Linked DNA regions of Cricetulus griseus: region 2 is linked to region 1. The links are chromatin contacts, called in public Hi-C maps. All regions are on one chromosome and are shown on one strand. Each heading gives the region's core, a stretch centred on a gene start, on an enhancer-like site or on the middle of the called end of the contact. The rest is flanking DNA. Distances are from core to core; before and after follow the strand shown.

The links. A called contact is a pair of places that touch in the nucleus more often than the background predicts.
Region 2: a contact with region 1 is called in a Hi-C map of the CHO-K1 cell line, with 2.4 times the contacts expected there. The contact joins the enhancer-like site here to the promoter of Jak2 in region 1. A contact is called at or near these places in 2 of 8 Hi-C or Micro-C datasets (the CHO-K1 cell line and fibroblasts).

Annotation. Positions count from the first base shown.
Region 1 is chr3:32,216,118-32,223,077 of CriGri-PICRH-1.0, forward strand. It overlaps Jak2 (tyrosine-protein kinase JAK2), which reads right to left and starts at 4,412. Exons shown (of 25, transcript XM_027406441.2): 1 at 4,357-4,412; 2 at 3,958-4,040. LOC113834776 (putative uncharacterized protein FLJ46214) reads left to right here and starts at 3,273. Exons shown (of 2, transcript XM_027406821.1): 1 at 3,273-3,366; 2 at 4,225-4,862. The coding sequence starts at 3,273. The coding sequence ends at 4,862.
Region 2 is chr3:32,322,614-32,329,573 of CriGri-PICRH-1.0, forward strand. All of the region lies in intron 8 of Rcl1 (RNA 3'-terminal phosphate cyclase-like protein), which reads right to left. Among named protein-coding and RNA genes, the nearest start is that of Mir101b, 4.4 kb to the right of the region's middle. Within about 2 kb of position 2,473, at least 3 of the 6 cell types and tissues checked have open chromatin away from gene starts, as enhancers often do. A contact at or near this core is called in the CHO-K1 cell line and fibroblasts, where this site is marked.

The DNA.
Region 1 (6,960 bases), core at 3,162-5,661:
TATTGCAAACTAATTATGTTTGATAAGGGAATCTTACCATCCTCATGTCTGTAATTAATAAATATAAAATATTCCTCTTACTTCCTAAAGCCTGTAATTTCCATTCAATTAAGGTTTAATTAGTACTAAATTCTTCACTGAAGTGCAGCAGAGGTGACAAGGAAAAGAGTGGCCATGATTATTAACACAGAGGACGTTTTTAAACATTTCTTACACAATAAACCATGGACTCGACCTTTATAAGGAAAAGAATTTTAAGAGGCCGGGTTCAGGGTTAAAAGGGCTCCCAACTCTTCCAGACAACCCAAGTTTGATTTCTACCATGTCTGGTGCCTCATGACTACCTATAAGTCCAGCTTCAAGGGAGCCGATGCCCTCTTATGGCCTTCCCAGGCACCTGTATTCCCGTAACATTCACACACACAAGACTGGGGAAAAGAGAATGTAGCCAACAAAAAGCACAGCAGTATTCGCAGGGACCAGGGTGTTAAAAAAAAAAAAAACAGAGTGTAGAAAGAATTGCACAGCATGGGTCTGGAACATACAGGTTTCAAAACAGAACTGAAAGCTAGTTAAATGATCAGCTGATGATTTTCAGGTCTCCAGTTGGCTAGAATCAGACCACTTGAAAACACTAGAGTAGAGATATAAAAAAGCATTTAGTGTTTCTACACTAACTTGGCAATATCTGTGTGCTGCAATCAGGAACACATACCACTTTTAATCCAACAATCCCTCTTCTGTTTCTCAAACAAAATGACAAAAATACTACTTCTGAATTATAAAAGTTGTATGTGTTACTTGCTCAAGAAAATAAATTTTAAGAATTTTAAAAAGACAAACATCTCTTTCAATAAGTTTTACTCTCAACTAAATGAATGAAAAGACCTGCAGTAACTCACTCAGAATGTGGTATTATGTAATAACGTATATTGGAAATTTTCATATTTTAGTTTATATGCCAAATTCAGCCAGTTGCTCTTTTTGTAAATAAAACTCTACTGGAACACAGCATGCCAGTTATTTATGTAATACCTGTGACTTTTTCTGCATTACATAGGCACCACTGTAGACTGGCAAAAGAGACAATCTTGCCAACACAGTTTAAAAACTATCTGGCTTTAATAGAAAAATATTGACAACCTAGCTTAAATCAGTGATTCTCGAAGTGTAGTGGTCCCCAGATGAAAATCATTGTCTCATCTGGAAACAGGTAAGAAGTGTAAATGCAAGGGTTCTACTCCAGACCCACTGAAACAGAAACTCTGGAGACAGAACCCAACAATATATGTTTCAATAAGTCCTTATGTAATTTTAGGAACCGTTGGAGAAAGGGATAGTTCTACAGTAGCTAGGAAGAGATGAGGACCCACCTAAAATCTGTCTTGAAATGAATAAAAGCTTAATAAAGCCTCAAGGAGAGTATAAGAAAGGGCTTAACCTGAAGTGAGGACAAACACACTGAGCACTACTAGTGGAGATTCTTCTCAGGTAATATTGGCAAGCTTTACCTACAGCGACACAGACAGTACAAACACAAGGCAGTTGCTCTATGAAATTGTGGGGTGGGGAAATGCAAAGGGCTCAAAAAACTGTCTTTGGGGCCAACAAAGTATTATTAAAGTAAGAAGGGCAGAGACCTGGTTGCCAGGGCAACAGGGAAGCAATCAGAGAAGTCAGCATCACAGCATCGGCCCTCTGCCCATTAGTCCACGATCTCCTGCAATCCAAACCCTGGTAACAAAGGCTTTAACACAAAAGCCTTTGAAGGACATTCAAGATCCAAATTAGAGCAGTAGTATAAAATAAAAATAATAGTTTTCATTTGAGACAAAAAGATCATTAAAAACACAGTGGCAAGAGACCTGTGCAGAATACAATAAACGCTATGAAATGACTAGAGTAACGAGTGCACAAGAGGAATAGTTATAGTGTGAGAACCTAGCAGAAATCATACAGGCATTATTAGAAGTACTACATTAAGCCATTCACTATGAACTGATACTAGCTTTGGATCAAAAATTGTATCAGAAAAGCCTATTGCAACCAAATGAAGATGTTTCCAAATTATCTTCATTTGGGAACTCCTGAAGGTTAGCAATTTCTTCCCGACGTTTTAAACCAAGGAAATACTAAAGTAGGCTCAAACAACTTAGCATTAATATTCTTAGGGTTTAGTGTTGTTTGGTATGCCAACAAATCCTCAAACCTTGGTATTGTCATTTCTTGTTCCACACTAACTGTCATGCACTAAATAGCTGCTTGTCACAGAGTAAACCCTGAAAAGGCAGCTTTACAAAGACACACCACTGTAGACATGAATGGAGCTTTCTAATCCTGAAAATACCCGAGTAACTGGTGGAAGCCCGAGCTTTTGGGTGCTCTAGGTACCTGGCAAACAGTTTGGGAAACTGAGAACGAAGTGAAGGAGCCTAAAAAGGAAAAACAGTGCTACGGAGGAGGAGGAGCAAAGGAAAATTCTTTGCACGGTTATCCACAAGAGGGCAGCACAATGGGGCTTAGGCGGCAAACCCTTCCATACAAAGGCTGTAAATTCACTAGTATGCAGTTTCCTCTTACTCTAAGGAAGAAAAGCCACTGGTCAGTGACCTGTGCACCATCCAGCTAGGAACCTCCTGTACCTGCCCAACTATGAGTAGCTAAGACTTTCAGAAAGTGGCCAAACCATTTGCTACTTTGCATGCATCTTATCAATCCTCCCACAATCGTCTAAGAAAATAAATTGTTAAGTAATACAGCTGTTAAATGCACAGAACACCATCACTCTAAACCAAGTCGACACACTCAGACCTAACTCGAAAGCCAGTGGTCTTTCCTATATTGCCAGAAAATGATACCATCTTTCAAGAATAACCTATCTGGGTGAAGTAGAGAAAAAATATCATGTTCACTTTCCATATTGAAGACACCTTCAGATCACAAAGGAAAAGACACTAAAAGAAACAAATCCAAGCCAGGTGGTGGTTAGTGGCTCCTCAAACCTTTAATCCTAGCATTGGGGAGGCAGAGACCGGCAGATCTCTGAGTAGCAGACCAGCCTGGTCTACAGAACGAGTTCCACAACACTGTGTAAAAGCAAAAATAAACCTAAATGCTTATCTAGCCAACACATACTGCAGCTCTCCTGTACAGGTAAATGCTCTGTGGCACTATTACATACTCTTATGATGGTAAGTCCTGGACACATCCAGTCTGCAGATGTAGCACACACAAGCAAATTCACACACAACCAAATGATCCTAACACTTGGGATGGATGGGAAACAGGTGAAGAACATGGAGAAAGCAGACCAAAAACTGGTGATTCATTTTCAAATCTGCTGTGAATTGTATCTGAATATTTGCAGTAAGCCAACAGCTCACTTGTACAAACCTATTATGAAACCAAAAGCAACCTCCGACTCGCTTATTCCCACTTCTGTTTTCCTTCTCCACATTTCTCCTCCCCTCTGTGACACACTCAGCTGCTCCTATCCTTTCATTCAGGAGTTTCCCCTGACAGATGAATAACCGGAAAGCAGACTGCGTACATTCAACCGACAAAGCAAGCTTAGGCAGGTGAATACAGGAAACATTCGGTGTGACAACAGACACCCAGCAAAAACAACCAATGTGTCCCCTCAATAGGTATTTCTTATTACTTGGAAATTAAGACTCGGGCTACCTAAAGAGAAAGGGACGATTTATTTTTCTCCGCACTGTAAAACCAGCAAAGAATGCTTCTTAAAGGATCCAAGAGACAAACACAATAAATACCAACCAATTACTCTCCCACAGCAACAGGAAAAGTTCAGCACTCCCATGTTCGGAGTAAGCAACAATTAGCCCCGCTGTTCTACATAAGCATCCAGCCTCCCTAGCAAGCACTGGCTTGTAGATCGCAGACACCCTTGCCTTTAACTGCAGCGACCACACAACCCCGAGCTCTCACACTCACCGTCGCGGGAGGGGAAGGAAGGGCCTCTTCTTCTGGGGAGGAAAAACAGTTCACATCTTGCTCCGGTCGCCTGTTTCTGGAACCTGAAAACAGAAGCAGCAGTCACTACCTCAGAAACCCAGGGCAAATAGATGCTCTTTTTTTCCCCTCCTTCCCGGCGCTATTTAGATGCCTAGAAAAATTTACAGAAGGATAAGGAAGAGGGGATCGGGTTCTAGGGCACACGGGGATGCCTACATTTATCAACAGCCAGACACTCCTTCCTAGGTTGCTGGAAACCCGCCCTGAAGTTCCCTGTCAGCAGCAGGGGCGACGCGGAGAGCAGGAGGAGGGATCCTCGGGAGAGCCGCTGCCCACCCCCACTCCCGCCCCCAGCCCGTAGCGAGGGACTGAACCCACCGGCGACACGGCTCGGGCCACACAAGAGCGCCCCGAGGCAGCGCAGGGGCTGCTCCTCCGCGACGCGTCGGGCGGGCCGAGGTCTAGGGAGCCCCCGGGCCGGGTGCAGGGGCGAGCGGCCGCCAGGCTGGGCCCTCGGGGGCCCTCCCGAGCGGGCTCGGCCCGCACTCACATCCCGCAGTAGCGGTCCCGGCAGCCGCCTTGCAGCCCTCGCCCCGACGGGCACCTCCGGGAGCCGGGGCCGCGGCCGAGGCGCCGACGCCGCCGCGCGGAGCTCGCCCAGAGCCCGGGCCCGCCCAGCCTGTCAGCGCGGCGGGAGGCCGTCGGCGGCCGCGGCTGCCCCCTTTCTGCTCTGCCTCGGCTTCCTGCAGCCCACGCCACGCCCACCGCCGAGCCCGTCCCCGCCCTCCCGGGCCGCACGCCCCCTCGGCTCGGCTGGGGACGCGGCTCGGTCGCCCCTGCGCGGCGGGCTCCGTGGCGGGTGCTGCCTCAGGCGGGCGGCCTAGCGAAGCGGACCCGGGGCGCCCGCAAGCCAGTCCGGGGCGGGCGGGGGGGGGGGAGCGGCACGCCCCACTGCGCCTGCGCCGCCCGCCCGCCGCCCCCGCGCGGCGCCGCTCCTCCCGCCTGGGCCGGAGCCGGGGCGGGGAGGCGGGCCGCGGCTGCGGGCTCCCGGGAAGCGGAGGCGCGCGTGGAGATTCCCGGGGCAGCCCCCGGGCGTGAGCGCAGCGCAGCAGCAGCAGGAGGAGGAGGAGGAGGAGGAGGAGGAGGAGCGGGGCGGGTGCGGGCTGGCGCTGCCTTGGGCGAGCATGCGGCCTCCGCTCGCCGACGAGGCGGCTGGGAATGAGTCAGCCGAGCCGGGAAGGCCCCGGTGCGCCTGGGCTGAAAGTGTAGGCGGCCGCTGCCTCCGCGGAGACTCTTCTCTCCGGATCTCGCCGCACCCTTTCTGCTTTCGCTTCCACGTGCACGCACCTCCCTGCCTTAATCGCTCGCCCAGGGGACTTGCCACCGTGCACGGGCCACTGAGACCCGAGCGCCTGACTTCAGTGAGCCACCACTTCTGGGAAGAGGAGCGGGTGGAAGGAGAAAAAAACGACTGGCAAGGTTCCCGAGAGCCACGTTCATTCATTCATTCAAGAAGTCACTGACCACCTGCCAGGCACCAGGCTCCCAAGGATAGGAGAGGAAAGCAACCTTTACTCTGTGTCCTGCTGACGCTTGTAGTCTCGTAGAAGCCACAAGATATGCATTAAATCCTCACTGCGCTGGGTGTGTGATTGCCAGTCACATGTACACACACACACACACACACACACACACACAGGAAAGTGAGTAGAGGTGTTATTTTGGGATGACCAGGAAAGACCTCCTAGAGTGACATTTGAGCAGAAATTTGAAGGATGAGAATGGCCCAGTCCTGGAACTATCTGGTTTCAAGGAGCTAGCAATGACAAGGATTCGGAGAAGGGAATGTGTTTGGCACTTTTAAGGACTAAGAATTGTCTATGGAAAACAGTAAAGGAAAGGGGCAATAGTAAGAGGACAAAGAAGTAGCTGGCTGGGACGTTTTTTACTCGTAGCCCTGGGTTTGTCGACCCGAGATGAAGCATTTAAAACGCCCACATCATCTTACATACATAATGCTGTTATTCGGATCTTACATCTGGTGGTTTATTTTCTTTTGCCTTTCCTTTTTATTTTTGAGTCAAGGTCTCACTATGTAGCACTTGCTGGCCTCGAATTCGCAGAAACCCTCCTGCTTGCCTGGGGAATGCTTAGATGAAAGGTGTGCACCACCACACCATGCATGGTTTCTTTAAGTAAACGTCACCAAAGCAAAATGATAAGGTAGGCAAGGAAAGATAGATGATGCTCGATAAGCTTATAGGAGTCAAGTCCTCTATCAGCCCACACAGAAAAATTAACTTATTTGTCCTCATTTAGAGTGAAAACCGCTCTCGATAAAGCAGGACTGAGCCGGTACTAATCTTGAATGTTGAGCCCTTTTTACTCTGTGTACCAGAGATCTTTCCAATTCTTGATATGATTCCTAGTAGTGGCATAGCTGGAGATTTGTTCCACCCGATAATCATTTCACAAAGTTACCCCCTCTCTCTGATAACAATAAGGGAGAGTTCCAAGGAATAATGACATTTGAAAACGATAAGCAAGAGGTAGATAAGATATTTAGATTTAGACCTTTTTTGCATGGGCAGATTCAAAAGTAAAAATTAATAGCCAAGTGTCGGCTGCAGCACCGGCTGTAGAGCCAGGGGGCAAGATTCTGTCATTTCACTGTGGGAGAGCATGGTAGCAGAGCTGCGTTCCACACCCAAACATAACAAGACCGAATCCTTTGTGTGACATCAGCCCCTGAGTTCTATCCCTTTTTATAGTTCTTAGAAGTTGTGCCAAGAGGCGAGCTGGAACGGGAAGATTCTGAGTTCAAGGCCAGCTTGAACTACAAAATAAGAATTTGTTTCTGCCGGGCATTGGTGGGATACGCTTTTAAAATCCCAGCACTCGGGAGGCAGAGGCAGGCGGATCTCTGTGAGTTCGAAGACAGACTGGTCAACACAGCAAGTTCCAGGACAACCTCCAAAGCAA
Region 2 (6,960 bases), core at 1,223-3,722, 100 kb after region 1:
AGTGTGGTGGGAGGCAGGGAACGAGGAACTTTACACGCCCTGACAGCAATATAAAGTACCACTGCTTGGAAAACAATCAGCCCTTCAAACGCAAGCAAGGAGTCAAAAGTATGATCTATAACTCTAGATACATGCCCGAGAGAAGAGAAAACATACAGCCTAGAAAAACATCTGCACAACCATACATTTGTAACAGCACTGTTCATAAGAGTCAAAAGGAAGGCACGACCCAAACGTCCACCCACTGATGAAATGATAAATGTGTCAAATCCAATGGGGTATTACCCAGCTTTCTAAAGTGCCACATGCTACATACGTGCTGCAAAATGGACGAGCTTTGCAAATTGTGCTAAGTGAAAGTTGGTCACTAAGTACCACATATTATATGACTCATTTTTCATGAAATGATTGTAGTGGCATCCTGCCTTGCTAGTGAACTTGTAGCAGTGGCCACACCCTTTGGCGTGGTTTCAGGTGCAGACGTGACCCCTTTAAGTAGGAGAGGAGCTGGAGCACACTCTCTTGGGTTGAGGAGAGCATCGGAAGAGCAGAGACTGTATCTTCTGGAGCAGGAAAACCTGGGTGGTTATTTACTCTTATCTGTAAGTCCTTATCTAACAAACACCTACTTATCATTTATCTTAGGTCTGGTGAACTCATTTTGAACCCCCACCTTCAAATGGTCACAATAAGAACTCTTACTACAGGGCTTGGTGGCACACGTCTCTAATCCCAGCGCTCAGCAGGCAGAGGCAAGCGGGTCTCTAAGATGGATAGCCTGGTCTACAAATGAGAGTTTCAGCACAGCCAGGACTAAACAGAGAAACCCTGTCATGAAAAAACAAAGCAACAAGAACAAACTATTACTGAGACAGAGAGCTGGGAGAGTGGGGAGAACAGGCAGAGACCACAAATGGACACAGGCTTTCTTTCCGGGTGATAAAAATGTTCTAAAATTGGACTATAGTTATTCAACTCTATGAACATACTAATAACTGTTAAACTGTACACTGTAAATGGGTAAACTGTAAGGCCATGTAAATTATACTTAGATATGGCTGTTTAAATAAATACATACTTATGAGTTTTAACAAATGTAGTGATTCTGGTTCCCATCCCTAGTCAATTATGCATGAAACTAAGACTAAAGTTTGCCTCGGTGAAGAGGGTGAGGAGTGTGCTTCCCCTGTGTTTCTGATCCAATCACAGGACGGGAAAGATTCGGAGACTAAAGGGTGGCTGATGAACTCACCCGTCTGAGCTGCCTGGCATGTTCCAAGAAAGGAACCAACCACTAAGCTACCTGGTAGTGAAGGGACCAGCTCCCCTTTCGGCAGCCATAATGGCCGAACACGTGCTTGTCTGACCTTGTCCTAGACACTAGAAAGTCAGACGCCTGCCTCGTGACAAGGAACCAATCAGAAGTTAGCTGGTGGTGCTATCCTTTACGACCCTGGGTGTGCTTTACTACAAGCACACAGCAATGACGCACAGAGCATAGCAACCACCCTGGGAGGGCCTATGGACCATAACAACCAGTTGACCAATCAACACAGGCAAGCCCTCCAAGCCTGGGGGTACACCAATCGTGAGCCTGTGCGTACCCCTAGACACACCCCTTACGCTGCCCTACAAGATCTCTCGGGAGGCCCTAGTTGTTGTCTTTTGCAAGCATCCGCCATGGCGGGTGGGTGAAAGACCCGAGCTAACATGGGGTTAGCTCATTAAAAAAACCAATAAAGCTTCATGCAGTTTGCAGCAAACTCTCCTCGAATCCACCTGGTGATTGGGGTGACCGCAGTTGTGGCCTGGGACCCTGGATACCTTAGTTTTCCGGGGGTCTAACAGTAGAACCAGATCTCAGCAGAGATCTACTTCGCTGTCCCTCCATTTATGAACACGCGCCTTCATCTTTACAATACAAGCCCATTTTTAAACTCCGCCATGAAGGCTTTCTCAGCATCGACACCCGTCCACGTGCCTCTTCCCTCTCTGGTGGGCGTCAACATTCTCTGCCTGGGGACTACTTAAGTTATTGCCACAACTGTGCTGACACCCTGCCTGTCATCTATGCATCTCAGCAGTGATGGCCTATGCACACAACACTCCCTCCCTGCTACTGAAGGCTCACAGTAACAAGGCACCAAAAAGAACTGAGGTATTGAGGGTAACTGAGCAATGATGTCTACATTCTTGGTAATTATGGGAAGTTACTTCTCCCCCTGCTGGCTTTCTGGTCTTACTGACCATGGGAAACCTTTTTTTTTTTCTCTTTTTTTTCTTTTTCCTTTTCATCTTAGGGAACAAAAAAAACAAAGACATGAAGTCCACAGATAAACAAGCCCCATCTGTGGCCAAGCTTCTAGCTGGCCACAGCACAGAAAACACCAGGACCTCACCCCTCGTCTGTACACTGAGGGGAAGACGGTCTGTCTCCTCACTGCTGCAGTGTACACACAGGCCTGAGGCGAGCATCCCTCTGGGCCTCACCCAGTTACTTCACTCTGAATCATTCAACTGTGCTCTAAAAACCAGACACCCTCCCGAGCTGGCAGAATTCCTGGGGACTTCAGCTTGCTTGGTGTCTTGGAGGCTGGGAGAGATGCAGAACTGTGTGGGCCTATGTGTATGCAGCCCTAAGGGATTTGTAGCATTTGGAACAGTTAAGAAAAGCAAAGGCTGTTTGGACTTTCTACAAGGTGTCCTGCCAACCTCTCAAGCTTTAGGAGAAGAGCTGCAACAGATGGGATTGAGGCTTATATCAGAATGCCCTTCTCTCACCTCCAGCCTCCTCCCTACATCTTCAGTAGCTGGGATATTAAAAAGCAAAAGAGAAGTTGAAAAATGATCAGGGAATCAGCTGTTGTTAAATCAAAAGAAACAGCTTCATTAAGAAAGGGGAAACTAAGGCTGGGCGGTGGTCGAGAACGCCTTTAGTTCCAGCACTCAGGAGGCAGAGGCAGGCAAATCTTCATGAGTTTGAGTTCAGCCTGGTCTACAGAGCGAGTGCCAGGACAGGCTCCAAAGCCACAGAGAAACCCTGTCTTGAAAACCAAAACAAAAAAAAAACAATAGGGGGAGTGGAGAGAAAGGGAGGGAGGAGGGAGGGAGGGAGAGAGAGAAAGGGAAGGAAGGAAAGAAGGAAGGAAGGAAGGAAGGAAGGAAGGAAGGAAGGAAGGGAGGGAGGGAGGGAGGGAGGGAGGGAGGGAAGGAGGGAGGGAAAACTGATCCAAGAGCAAGGGGCAGTTTTTCTTTTAGGTAAGTCACTTGGGGCAACTGGAGTTTTATGAAACTTTTGAGTGAAGGATCTTAATATCTCCCTGAATCTGCAATTATTTTTTTTTTCTTTTTCCAGAACAAAATGATCCACTGTCAAAACAAACAGGACTTTTCTACGAAAGCCTCCAGTCTATCTGACAAGCAGGTTTCAGAGAATTTTGGAAGCAGAGATAATTGTCTCTGTAGATTCCAAAGCTCAGTTGTTCCCACTGCCACTGTCAACAGGTAAAGACCACCTGCCGTCAGAATCCTGACAACCAGAACTAGACAGGCTCAGACACAGCCCCTCCAAGTGCCCTGGGCCGTGATGGGTTAGCCACTTTCTGGTGACACAACAGAAAATGCTCCTTCCTGGTCCACCAGTCCAGCAGGGTTCTTCGTCACCTGGATGTGCGCCAGGGTGGCTTTAGCAACATGGTAGGTGTAAGGAGTTCTCCCTAGAGGCTGAGGGACAAGACCCAAGAGTAGGAAAGACTGCTTCCCATGGTCCCCTGCAGTCAGTACAGCGCAGCTTTGGAGATTGGTGCTGTGCCTGACGCCAACAACATTAAAACTCTACTCCAAGAATGATGTTACCAAACTCGCTTAGAGCCAACAGGAAACAGAACCAGGCTGGCTGCACTGCTGGCACACAGGGATCCAGGCTGAGTTTAGCCAACACTCTCCAAAAGCAGGCATCATCTTATTTTACTATAATCCAAACATCTCCTAAGGTTGAAATATAAAAAGTGTCACCAGGCCGGGCATTGGTGGCGCACGCCTTTAATCCCAGCACTTGGGAGGCAGAGGTAGGCGGATCTCTTTGAGTTCAAGGCCAGCCTGGTCTCCAGAGCAAATACCAGGATAGCCTCCAAAACACAGAGAAACCTGTCTTAAAAAACCAAAAAAACCCCAACAACAACAAAAAGAAAGTGTGACCAGACAGTGCAACATTCACAGCACTTCACAAATGTAAGGCACGGGACACTGCAAGTGCTCCCAAAAACCAGCAAAGCCAATATCTAGGAGACTGTCACATGAGTGTGCTTGGCTGTGTGAGCCAAGGAGCCTTGAGCAGCTGAGGTTTAAGGCAAAGACTTTTGTACCGCACCACTCCCATACCTAAAGGAAAGAAGTCATTATTAAGGTTTAAGGAGTTGAAGATGTCAAGGGTCACAGCAGACAGAGATTAAAGACCTCTGAAAGCTGCAGCATGATAATTCTGTAACAGCAAAGCACTGAGAAGCCAGAGACAGTGGACAGGACCCCAGCTCTTACGTGAGCTCACAGCAGCACCCCCAACAGAACTGTCCCAGTCAGAACCTCACTTGCTTTCTGTATGACCTTGGCAAATGACATGTCTTATCACCTAAGATGACGAACACAATAGCACCTACTTTTTCACTCATGCAGGGTTCTGGTGAAAACCAAATGAGTTAAAAGATGTAAAAAAAAAACACAAAAAACAAAAAACAAAAAACAACTTCCTGTTTAACAAGAGAGAAACCATGCCTGGTCCTGGAAACCCATCTATCTACCTATGGCTAATGAAGTCATGGATCTTGGAGGAGAACTGAGAGCCACCATAGTCCCTAACTACATTTTAAATACGTGTCCCTATACTCAGAGATAAGTGTGGTCCTCACACATCAAGAAAATTTCTCTTTGCAACAGATGGAGACCATTAGAGAAAACCATAACCCATCAAAATGCAGAGTTTGGAGCCCATCCCAACTGATAGAGATATGCCTACAATTCCTGTACCCAAGCCTCAGGGAACATCTTGGAAGGGGGTTGGGGTGGAGGAAAGATTTTAAGAGCCAAGGGATCAGGGAGTTTACTGTAAGATTGTGTCTTCTAGGAATGTCAGAAGCTACACACATACATGGAGTCTCTCCAACATGACTGCCTATCCATGAGCTGCACAAGGAAAACGACAGACATGCTAAAGAGGAAAAGGGGGGGAAAGCCCATCAGGCCTCTCAACTCTATACAAAGAACTAGAGGTGACTAAGGAATGCGGAGAACAGGAGAAATAGTCTTCCCCAGGGAAGAGCACATCTATTGGTTATCCAATACCAAATGGTCAGCCCTGAAAACATACATACAAGTAACATTATACAGATTGAGCAGACTACATTTGTGTATTAATGTGTGTATGTGTGCATACATGGATGGAGGCCATGAATTGAAAGAGAGCAAGGAAGGGTACATGGGAGGGTCTCCTGTCCTGGGAGGGACAGGAGAAGGGGAAATGATGTAAACAAATAGTTTTTCAAGAATTATCAGGGGGCTGAGGCTGTCTAGCTGGGTGACAGAGCACTGCTTGGCTGAACAGCATATGGTGCTGGGTTTGATCTCGAGGACCAGAAACAGAAAAGAACAAAAACAAGAAGCAATCAAACAAGTATTCTGCTCCCAGTAAACACGGTGTCTGTTAAACAAACGCTACCTACATGATTCTGGGGAAGAATAAATAAGAACATACAGTCTGTGAAGGAGTATGACTAGAAGGCAATCGTAAATCTTAAAAGTAATAGATTCAGATTTATTGATGGTTCAATAGCCAATACATAGCTGACTTTACTTCCTGTGCTCAAGGTGGCAGGATGGGGAGAAGGGACTAGGATGAGACGAGGGGTGTCCAGGCAGGATCTGAGTTCCTCAGATACGATGCCATGAACGCTGCTCAGTACCTCACCACCCCGACTTCAGTCACTTTCCACCATCCACATTGTCCACAGAGGTTGAGAGATGCTCAACGTCAGCCTCCCTGGTGGCTCCGGGCACAGACAGAACTGGAGTCCACACAGGCTAGACCCCAAGGCCTACGCACAGGTAGAAAACCCAAGGCTGCCAGCTCTGATCCCGTCATGATTTCTGAGCATTCTAAGATACCCGATGATATACTGATACATGTTCGTTGATGTTACTCCAACATTTAAATAAAGTATAATTTCTTCCTAAACTGTAAAATTAACCTTCTGGAGCACAGGGTAGAAATACTGTCACCAAGTGGAAGTCAACAATATTCACGTTTAAAAGAAACAGAGATTCCCTTCACATATCAACGGCATCCAATAGTATTTAATCATCCTGAGGAAAAACTGTCTGGCCTCAAAAAGTTCAAACATGTAGACTTTTTTCAAGCATGTAGACTATTTTCTCAAATAGTACAGAGGGGCAGAAACAGCAATGAGAGCAGGGCGGGGCAAGGGCAAGGAGGAACACAGCACCCCTGACTTCCCAGTGAGGGCCTGAACACAAGAGAGAAAACATTCGTTCTGAGCTCTGGTACTTAAGTGCTGCTCCCTCTAGTCAAACACATGCAAACTGCCAGAAGAGATAGTCAAGCTTTTTTTCAAACCAAGACTCTTTTTTCTGCTTTCCTTGAGAAAAGTGAGGTTCAAAAACTTTATTTCTGTGACTTTCATGGCACAAGAAAATGCACGTGATACTCCCCCACCCGCATGAGTCATGGAGCCTGCCCCATTGACAGATAGATGCAATCATGCCTGTGAGGTGCCATGTTTCACAATTCATCTTCCTGAGATGCTGGAGCCTTCTGCAAGATTAAGGACAAAAGGGTCCCAATCACAGACATGTCTCTGCTGAACTAACTCCTGCGCTTGCTTATATCAAAAGTGCTTGGGGCAGGAGGGGTATGTGTGTGGCGGAAGGGGTTCAGTGTGTACTTGCCCA